Regions from separate parts of the Sus scrofa genome. Here region 1 is linked to region 2. A link is a contact called in public HiChIP or PLAC-seq data. All regions are on one chromosome and are shown on one strand. The core of a region is the stretch at or near the end of the contact, and the rest is flanking DNA. Distances in the headings are between cores, read along the strand shown.

The links. HiChIP or PLAC-seq counts read pairs in DNA pulled down with a chosen protein or histone mark.
Region 1: a contact with region 2 is called in an H3K27ac HiChIP or PLAC-seq map of alveolar macrophages. The contact joins two enhancer-like sites. A contact is called at or near these places in 3 of 47 Hi-C or Micro-C datasets (embryonic fibroblasts, liver and psoas muscle) and 1 of 2 datasets of contacts at active chromatin or transcription factors (alveolar macrophages).

What each region holds. Positions count from the first base shown.
Region 1 is chr7:31,843,926-31,849,051 of Sscrofa11.1, reverse strand. All of the region lies in intron 8 of MAPK14 (mitogen-activated protein kinase 14), which reads right to left. Among named protein-coding and RNA genes, the nearest start is that of MAPK13, 34 kb to the left of the region's middle. Within about 2 kb of position 3,616, at least 21 of the 83 cell types and tissues checked have an H3K27ac peak or open chromatin away from gene starts, as enhancers often do. A contact at or near this core is called in alveolar macrophages, where this site is marked.
Region 2 is chr7:31,768,653-31,773,721 of Sscrofa11.1, reverse strand. It overlaps SLC26A8 (testis anion transporter 1), which reads left to right. Exons shown (of 21, transcript XM_003356617.4): 4 at 728-867. Among named protein-coding and RNA genes, the nearest start is that of MAPK14, 20 kb to the left of the region's middle. Within about 2 kb of position 2,296, at least 2 of the 83 cell types and tissues checked have an H3K27ac peak or open chromatin away from gene starts, as enhancers often do. A contact at or near this core is called in alveolar macrophages, where this site is marked.

The DNA.
Region 1 (5,126 bases), core at 2,367-4,866, 74 kb before region 2:
ACTCTCTTACTCAGGATGTCCTATCATTTAGGGACTGAATTTCTATCAACCAATAAGTAATGGCATCACTTCTTCATTACTTTTCAGGAATAGCAAAAATAGCTATTGCTTTTCTCTGTTTATTACATTCCTTCACTAATATATAGATATATATTATATATATATATTTTTTTGCTCTTTTCTAGGGCCACACCTGCGGCATATGGAGATTCCCAGGCTAGGGGTCTAATCGGAGCTGTAGCCACCAGCCTACGCCAGAGCCACAGCAACGTGGGATCTGAGCCATGTCTGCAACTTATACCACAGCTCACAGCAACACCTGATCCTTAACCCACTGAGCAAGGCCAGGGATCGAACCCGCAACCTCATGGTTCCTAGCTAGATTTGTTAACCACTGAGTGACGGGAATTCCTAATACTTTTTTTTTTAAATTATGAAAATCTATAAACAATTTTACTCACCGGGCTTTGTTATTTATACATCGTGTGTTCCACACATCATGTGCTTCTATTTTTTTCTTTTTTTTTTTTAGCCTTTTCTGGGGCCGCTCCCGCGGTACATGGAGGTTCCCAGGTCTAATCGGAGCTGTAGCTGCTGGCCTTCACCACAGCCACAGCAATGTGGGATTCGAGCTGAGTCTGCGACCTACACCACAGCTCACAGCAACACCGGATCCTTAACCCACTGAGCAAGGTCAGGGATTGAACCCACAACCTCACGGTTCCTAGTCAGATCTGTTAACCACTGAGCCACGACGGGAACTCCACATCATGTGCTTCTAAGATAAACTGCTACCTCGGCAATATCACTAATATCAAATTAATCTTGTCTACCCTTTGCAATGCTTAAGTTACTTTTATGCACTTGCCATAACTATGTAGGAGAAAATTTTTTTTCTTATTCCTATACTCAATATGATAATTATTTAAGTTCCCTATTCTGATACTCAATTTTATTACGCCCAATTCTATACTAAAGTTGTTGAAAAGTAGGATGTGTGGTATTTCACACAAAATAAAGACATTACATTATTAGGCCAGGCACTTAGTGTTGTTTTCCTTTAAAAAAAAAAAGGATTAATGATGGCTATAAGCTATCATTTTACCCACACTTTTTCTTTTAGATATTCCTGTGACTAACAGCACATACCTACAGGGCATATTGTTGAGGGTGGGTGACAAGACTGAGCAAGAGCTGCTAGTAGCTATCCCCAGACAGGGAATTAATTTGCTCTCTCAGTCTCATTAGCACTAGTCATTAAAAAACTGAGCTCCTTCTCGACCCCCACTCCCTTGCCCCCGAGTCCTCTCTATTGGCCAATCTTTCTAAGCAAATGCATTTTAAACAAAAAGCACCCCCCTCTCCAAGCATCCTTCCATATCTTCTTTGATTCACTCCAGGATGGTTTCTGCATTTGATAAAGCAAAAGAAAACACTCCTTCAGTGCGTTTTCTTCAGACACTGTGGCTGATAACTCTGACAATGACTTTTATTTTTTTAATTTTTATTGTTTTGTCTTTTTAGGATCGTACCCGAAGCATATGGAGATTCCCAGGCTAGGGGTCGAATTGGAGCTGTAGCCGCCGGCCCATGCCACAGCCACAGCATCGCCAGATACGAGCCACGTCTGTGACCTACACCACGGTTCATGGCAACACTGGCTCCTTAATCCACTGAACAAGGCCAGGGATCAAACCTGCATCCTCATGGATACTAGTCAGATTTGTTTCCAATGAGCTGTGATGGGAACTCCTGACAATGACTTTTAAAACAGCGTGCAACCACATGAGATTAAAGTTTACATCATGTTATCAGAACATCTATGCTCAATTCTGTCAAGTGACTCAGTGCGTGACTTCAGCAAGGCTCAGCCTTTCTGTGCTTTTGCTTCCTTCTCTTAAATAAATGAATGAAACAAATTAAAAGCCTGCCTCTGGTACTCAGCAGTCTTTCCAAATGGGCAAAAGGACCCCTTCGGTCAGAAATGCTGGGAGGAGAATCCAGGAAGGCACAGCTGGATCTTGGCTCCAAGGCTCTTTTCTCCTTTTATCCAGCTGCCTGGCAGCAGACAGAAGGGAAAAGGGAGAGAGACTGAGCTTACATGATTTCTCTCATGTCTATGGCCCAAGAAAATGACCACCAGTAGGAAGTCAGAACCAAAGTAAGCCAGAGTCACATTCCCATGGCTTCTCCTTGCTTAGAAGGAAAGCATTAGTGCCAAAGCTTTTTCTCAGGTTAGTCAAACTTGCAATTACAAAGGCAGGTGGTGGGAGGAAAGATTTACAACCTATTCCTGTGAATCTGAGGTTTTAGGAGCAGGGCTGTTACCTCTGACAGTCTGGAGACAGGGGAGAGAGGGACCCCTGTTGGGAATAGACCTCCTTACACAGGAGGTGTGAGCTCTCTATTCTAAAACAACAGAAAGCAAGTAACTTCCGTAAAAGGGCAAGTCAGTGCAGACGATGCACATTTCATTCTTTTGGTGATAAAACTAGACTAATACATGGCAAAGCTCATGCTCTAAGAATAAACACTAACCAAAAGATGAAAAGAGCCCTTGAGTATATGTAAAACTTTGAGGAAGAGAAAGTCATGACTGGAGAATAGAAATAACACATTTTTCATTAATCTCTTGGAATGAATTAGAATCTCAAATCTCATTTACTAGGTGGGATACAACCGCCCAATACAAGCTCCCATGATCTAGAATTATATACCCAGATAGAGAGAAAATGAAACACACTCATGCATGTGCACAGCCAGGTACATGTATGTACACACACACACACACACACACACACACACACACACACACCGCAGAAATCAGCACACAAAGGGCACATGTGCTTACAAACACACCCGGGTCAAAGTACAGACTGATGGAAGGCAAGTGGCAGAGGCTCCCCACAGGGCAGATAATCACAATCAAAGCATCAACTCACAGACTCTGAGGAGATTTTCTTCAAAAGCTCAGCCCCTGGGGTTCCAACGAGTCTTAAAATGAGCTTCAACTGATCAATATCTAATGGTGGACTATAAAGGAAAATGTTGGGACAAAATAAAAATGAAAACAAACAAACAAACAACAAATAAAACAAACAAAATACCCCAATAACAAAAATTTAAACCCCAAACCAAGCCACAACGGTGAATTCATTTAGGTCAAGGCTTCTGCAGGACGGACACTTCAAGTAGAACATGCTCCTCCTGTACAAAGACTCAAAACACTACCACACCCGTATCCAACTTATATTCCTTTTGTGCATCTGTCAACATCCCCTATCAGGAAAGTGAGGCGACTTTAGCTGGGTACTTAGCTGCCAAAGGTAGCAAGTGAAAACACAAAAGCTGCACTTAGTCCACATGCTCAGACCACACCTGTCTCCTTACCTTCCACCAAAGCATCAATGGCCAGTCAAGCATAGAGTGGTGGTCAGCAAAGCCACAGAGGAGAAGGAGAGAGCAGAGGAGCGAGGGATGCACGAGCCTACCCGGGAATGTTCCCCTAAGGCTTGACCTATGGAGCTTGTAATATGACAGGGGCCTGACCACTGGAGCACGTCCTCCAGAAAACCTCTCTGCGCACACTGGCTGTGGAGGCAGAGAACTGAGTGACAAGTGGCCAGCAGAGGGCTCCACATTAATGCAGTACGCAGAGGCTTCAACCTTCTCAATGCATCAATAAACCTCACACCCCACAAAAGCTCTAAATGAGAGGCCACAATGCCCAAACCTTTATTGTGGCAGCCAACTCTTCTATGTATACTCACTACGTGTGTGCACGTATTAACCAGAAGATAAAACCCTTCCATGTGTTCTTATTGCTTTTAGCCTTGCCTAAAAAGCTAAAAGGAGAGAAAAAAAAATCTTATAAAAATAGCTTTCAATATTCCCTATGAAACTACCACAACACATAAATCAACTCTAATGAAAAAAAATAATATTCCCTATGAAAATGTGAGCAGTTTATGCACAGTCTATACTGGCATGAGGGGAAAAGAGGGAAGGATGACTGTCCTCTTCCGTCAGGCTTTTCTGCATGATTAGCGCATTCTTAACTTCAGGCCTCGGCTTAAACTTCCTCTCCTCAGAGAGGCTTCCCCCAACACTCTATACAAAGAAGCTCTGCCCACCCCCTTCCCTGTTGCCCCCCAGCACAACCTTGAGAACAGCACTGTGCTCAGCACAATCTATTACTGTGTTTGCTTCCTGTGTCTGTCACCTCTAGGATCTGCAGCTCTGTGAGGAGAGGGGCTGCCCTACCTGTTCACCTGCTGCATGGTGGGTCCTCAAAATAGATGAGAAGGTACAGCAGGATGGAGAGGAGAGAGAATGGAAGAAAATATTCCTGTTTATGACTATGCATACTAAAACAGTATAGTGTGACTTAAAACCAATGACCTCTGCGAGCCACAGATGCCTGAGTTACAGGAATTAGTTATGCAACAATATCTTGCCCTGTTCTCTGCCTCCCCCCCCCCCCCCCGCCCAGATATGAAACTGGCCTAAATGCAAGAAAATTCTAGACAGGAGTTAGCAAAGCCTAACCTGTTGCCTGCTTTGAAAATAAAGCTGTGTTGGAATACAGCTGAGCCACGGGTTCACATACTGTCTATGGCTTCTTTCACCATACACAGCAGAACAGACTGGTTACAACAGAAACTGTATCGTTCCTGAAGCATAAAATATTTACCATCTGGTCCTTCAAGAAAGGTTTGTAGAACCCCATCTGAGACCCAAACAACTTACATTCTATAGGAAACAAGGATAATTAAAAGCAAGTCCACTCACAGAAGTTATTTCTGAATTAAGAATGGTAGAGAACTTTGTTATCTGCGAACGGCAAAAATCAATGTGTTCTTAATGTTAAAATTTCAATATTTCTTCAAGGTGTTGTCAAGAAAACAATCTTTTTTTTCCTTTTTTTTCTTTTTGGCTTTTTAGGGCCGTACCCCCGGCATACGGAGGAGGTTCCCTGGCTAGGCGATGAATCAGAGCTGCAGCCACCAGCCTACGCCAGAGCCACAGCAATGCAGGCAACAGCAATCCGAGCCGCATCTGCAACCTATACCACAGCTCATGGCAACATCGGATCCTTAACTCACTGAGCGAGGCCAGGGATCAAA
Region 2 (5,069 bases), core at 1,047-3,546:
AAATTTCTCCAGACATTGCCACATGTCCTTTGGGGAACAAAATTGCTTCTGGTTGTTATCCACTGAGTTAAAGGACAATAAAGCCTTATTTTATTGCCTTTTCTTTACGTGGATAACTCCTTATGCATGGAATTCCATATTCTATATTTTCTATAAATTTCTACGCATAACAGGTCAAAGCCATACAGAGTTAATGCTTGGTAAAAATGTTAGTATACAGGAATGATATGTGTTAACTTCCTGCCCTCCACCAATATCACATCTCAAAAACCTGTCCTTACCAAGAGGATGTAGTAACTATCCATTTTGCTACTGGAAAATCTTGGTGGGTTGAATTCTTTTCAAACATTCTGTAAAAACACAGACCTGATTTGTATGCTGGACTTACAGGTCTGAGTTTTTGTCATGTTTATGGTACTGGTTCTCAGCCAGAGGTGGTAGTCTCCCCCAGAGAACATTTGGGAATGTCTGGGGACATTTTTGGTTGTCACAGCTGGTGGCGGGGGGGCTGCTACTGGCACCTAGCAGGTAGAAACCAGAGATGCTGATAAAATATCTGCAATGCATAGGACAGCCCCACAATAGACTTTCCAGTCTAACATGTCTAAATGTCAATAGTGCTGACAAGAAACTCCGTGGCATGGGAAGAAATATGCACTGTGCCTTTTCCTGGCTATGTGGGCTTTTTCTTTGGAGAACCAAATCAAGTCTCTGTCCTTTCTTACAGCTGCTCATGGCACAAGTTCCGAAGATGCATGCTTACAGTATTTCCCTTCCTAGAGTGGATGTGTTTGTATCGATTCAAGGATTGGCTTCTTGGAGACTTACTTGCTGGTATAAATGTTGGCCTTGTGCAAATTCCCCAAGGTAAGTTAGATATGAAGGCTTTTCACCCTCAGACAAGACACCAGACCTAGTCCACTTGCCCAGAGTAAACAAACTACTTATGCTTAGATGAAAGGGGAAAAAAATGTGAATTCCATTCACATCGTTACCGTTTGTTTCCTTCTCTGCCAAATTTCTAACTCTTCTAGGGTGGTTCCAAAAGTCTCAGTTTAGACCCCTGAATATATTCGAGAGTTTTGTAATGCCCACTCATGGTTATTTTTCTTTTGCTTAACTAGTCACTTACGTAATCACATGACTGCAATAGACCCCACTTGGCATGAGTTTTACTTAGAAAGGTGAAGCTTGGAGTTCTCATTGTAGCTCAGTGGGTTAAGAACCTAGCTAGTATCCATGAGGATGTGGGGTGGATCCCTGGCCCTGCTCGGTGGGTTAAAGATCTGGTGTTGCCACAAGCTGCGGCATAGGTCACCAATGCAGCTTGCATCCTGCATTGCTGTGGCTGTGGTATAAGCTGTGGCTCCGATTTGACCCCTAGCCTGGGAATTTCCATATACCACAAGTGTGGCTCTAAAAAGACAAAAAGAAGGAAGGGAAGAAGGAAGGGAGGAAGGGAAGAAGGAAGGAAAGAAGGAAGGGAAAGAAAAAGTTGAAGCTTTGGAAACACAGCACGCTAGTATCCCTCCAGCAAGTCACACACACAGCAGTTCAGAGGCTACTGTCTGTTCTTCCAAGTGGCAGTTCAAGTGTAAGACAGCAAGATAGCACAGACAGGTGGGAGCTCTCTGGGCTTTAGAAGCCTCATTTCCCAAATAGGAGCCAGCATCTCTTGTAATTCCTATAACTGTTGGGTCCAGGGGTCCCACAGCCCCGTTACAAGAGTCATTGTGCTCTGAGAAGCTCCAAGCTAGGGCTTCCCCCAGGATATTTATCTTTCATTCACAGTCCCTTTGGTGCAGATAGAGGATACTAATGGAGGCTCATTTTACCATAATTCCTTTTGGCTGGTAACCCAGCTGACATTCCACCATTCTCAGGTTTCCAAAGAAATAGAGCTAGAAAGTTAACCTGAGATCAAATTTATCAGAAGATAAAAGATTTTGTATTCATCCTTTACTCAGAGTAGTTCACAATTCCCTGCATAGTCTTTAAACACCTCTAATTCACTATTCTTCTAGGGCCAACCAAGGAGAGTTGCAACTTGTGGCTGAACAGGTTGTATAAAGCACAAATGAAGCCAACCAAAGGAGCAAATGGCAGCTGAAATTCGTGTCTGGCTTAGGGATGTTAGTTGGAAAAAAGGGATCCCCTTTAAGAAATTAATTATCATACAGTAAAATGGACTTCTTTCATATAGTTCTATGCATTTAAACACATGTGTGTAGATTGTATAACCACCACCGCGATCAAGCTGTGTAATGGTTTCATCAGCCCCAGAACTCTTGTGCCATCACTATTTAGTCACATCCTCTGCTCACCTCTAACCGCTGGCAACCACTGATCTGTTCTCAGTCACCATGGTTCTGTCTTTTGGCGAATGTCATATAAATGGTGTCATATAGTATGTAACTTCTGAAGGGTGGCTTCTTGAATTCAGCATTATGTCTTTGAAATGAATGTGAACATATACGCATCGATGTTTACTCCTTGGAGTTCCCCTGTAGTGCAGCGGGTTAAGGATCCGGCATTGTCACTGCTGAGGCGCAGGTTCAGTCCCTTGACCCAGGAACTGCCACATGCTGCTGGCACAGCCCCCAAAAATTTTTTTAAATAGTTTATTCCTTTTTATCGCACTATTCCATTGTATGGCTATAACACAGTTTGCTTATCCATTCACTTATTGATAGGCATTTTGTTTCCAGTTTTGTGCCTTCACAAATAAGGTTGCTGTTATCATTCAAGTATAGGTTCTTGTGTGGACATAGTTTTCATTTCTCTAAGGTAAATAACCAGAAGTTGGTATCATCGGTCCTATGAGAAGTATATGTTTACCCTATATAAGAAACTCCCAAGCTGTTTTTGCAGAGTGGCTGTACCCTCCCATTTTACATTCCCACTAACAATGTATGAGAATTCAAGTTCCTCTCCACTCTTGTCAGCACTTGATATTGTCAGTATTTTTAAATTAAACCTTCTGTTTTGAGATAATTATAGAATCATGTGAATTTGTAAGAAACCACAGGGAGATCCCTTGTATCCTTTACCAACTTTCCTCAGTGGTAACATCTTACAAAACTACAGCCCAGCCTCACATCCAGGACGTTAACATTGATGCAGTTGAGATACAGACCATTTCTACCACCACGAGCCTCCCTCATCTCGCCCTTTATGGTCACGGCCCCCTGCTCCCTGCCTCATCCCCCTCTTCATACCCCACAGTCACTAATCTGTTCTTCATTTCTATAATGTTGTCATTTCAAGAAAGTTACAGAAATACCCTTTGGTATTGGCTTCTTTCACTCACTGTAATTCTCTGGAGATTTATCTAGGTTGTTGTGTATACCAATAGTTTATTCCTTTTTATTTCTGAGTAGTAGTACGTGGTATGGCTATACCACAGTTTGTTTAAACGTTCGCCCTTGAAAGACATCTGGATCATCTGTAGCTTTTGGCTATTACAAATACAGCTATCATGAAACATCTGTGGCGTTCTCTTGTGGCACAGCAGGTTAAGGATCCAGCCTTGTCACTGCTGTTGTGTGGGTTTGATTCGTGGCCTGGGAACTTTCATATGCTGTGGGTGTGGCAAAAAAAAAAAAAAAGAAAGAAAGAAAAGAAAAAGAGTTTGTAGGTAATGAACATAGCTCTTCATTTCTCTGGAATAAATGTCCAAGAGTGCAGCTGTTGGATTATATAGTAGTGGCACGTTTAGTTTTTTTAGAAACTGCCAAGCTATTTTCTGAGCTGCAGCTGTGACTTACACCACAACTTTGGCCACAGTGGCTCCTTTAACTCACTGCACCAAGCCAGGGGTTGAACCCATGGCTCTGCAACAATCCGAGCTGCTGCACTTGGATTCTTTTTTTTAAGTTTTTTAAAATTTTAAGTGACTTTTATTTTTTCCATTATAGCTGGTTTACAGCGTCCTGTCAATTTTCTACTGTACAGCACACATAGATATATACATTCTTTTTCTCACATTATCCTCTATCATGCTCCATCATAAGTGGAACTAGATATAGTTTCCAGTGCTATACAGCAGGATCTCATTGCTTATCCGTTCCAAAGGCAATAGTTTGTGCATCTATTAACCTGAAATTCCCAGTCCATCCCACTCCCACCCCCTCCCCCTTAGCAACCACAAGTCTGTTCTCTAAGTCCATGATTTTCTTTTCTGTGGAAAGGTTCATTTGTGTCATATATTAGATTCCAGGTTTAAGTGATATCATATGGTATTTGTCATTCTCTTTCTGACTTATTTCACTTAGTTTTAGAGTCTCTAGTTCCATCCATGTTGCTACAAATGGCACGATTTTGTTCTTTTTTATGGCTGAGTAGTATTCCATTGTGTATATGTAGCACATCTTCTTAATCCATTCAGCTGTCAATGGACATTTAGGTTGTTTCCGTGTCTACGGGTACATGTGTCTTGCAGTCAGAGTCTTTTTCTTTTTTTTTTTTTTTTTTTGCTTTTTGCTTTTTAGGGCCGTACTTGTGGCATATGGAGGTTCCCAAGCTAGGAGTGGAATCAGAGCTGCAGCTGCCAGCCTACACCACAGCCCACAGCAACAACAGATCCTTAACCCACTGAGCAAGGCCAGGGATTGAACCTGTGTCCTCATGGATGTTAGATTCAGTAACTGCTGAGCCATGATGGGAACTCAGATTCTTAACATACTGAGTCATAGCGGGAACTCCTCCATCTATACTTTTTTTTTTTACTTTTTTTAAATAATGATTTTTATTTTTTCCATTAATATATTTTAATGAAATAATTCTTATCTTTTGCTCATATCCTATTGGGTTGTTTACATTTTTACTTTTGAGTTTTGAGAGTTATTTATATTTCTGGATAGTGGTCCTTTGTCTTTTGTGTTTGGCAAATATGTTCTCACGGTCTGTAGCCTGCCTTTTATCCTCTTCACAGAATATTTCCAGAGCAAAATTTTTAACTTTGAGGAGGTGTAGTTTTTAGTGTCTTTTATTTTAGCCATTCTAAGAGATATGGAGTTGTATCTCATTGTGTTTTTAATTTGCATTTCCCTCAAGGCTAATGGAGTTGA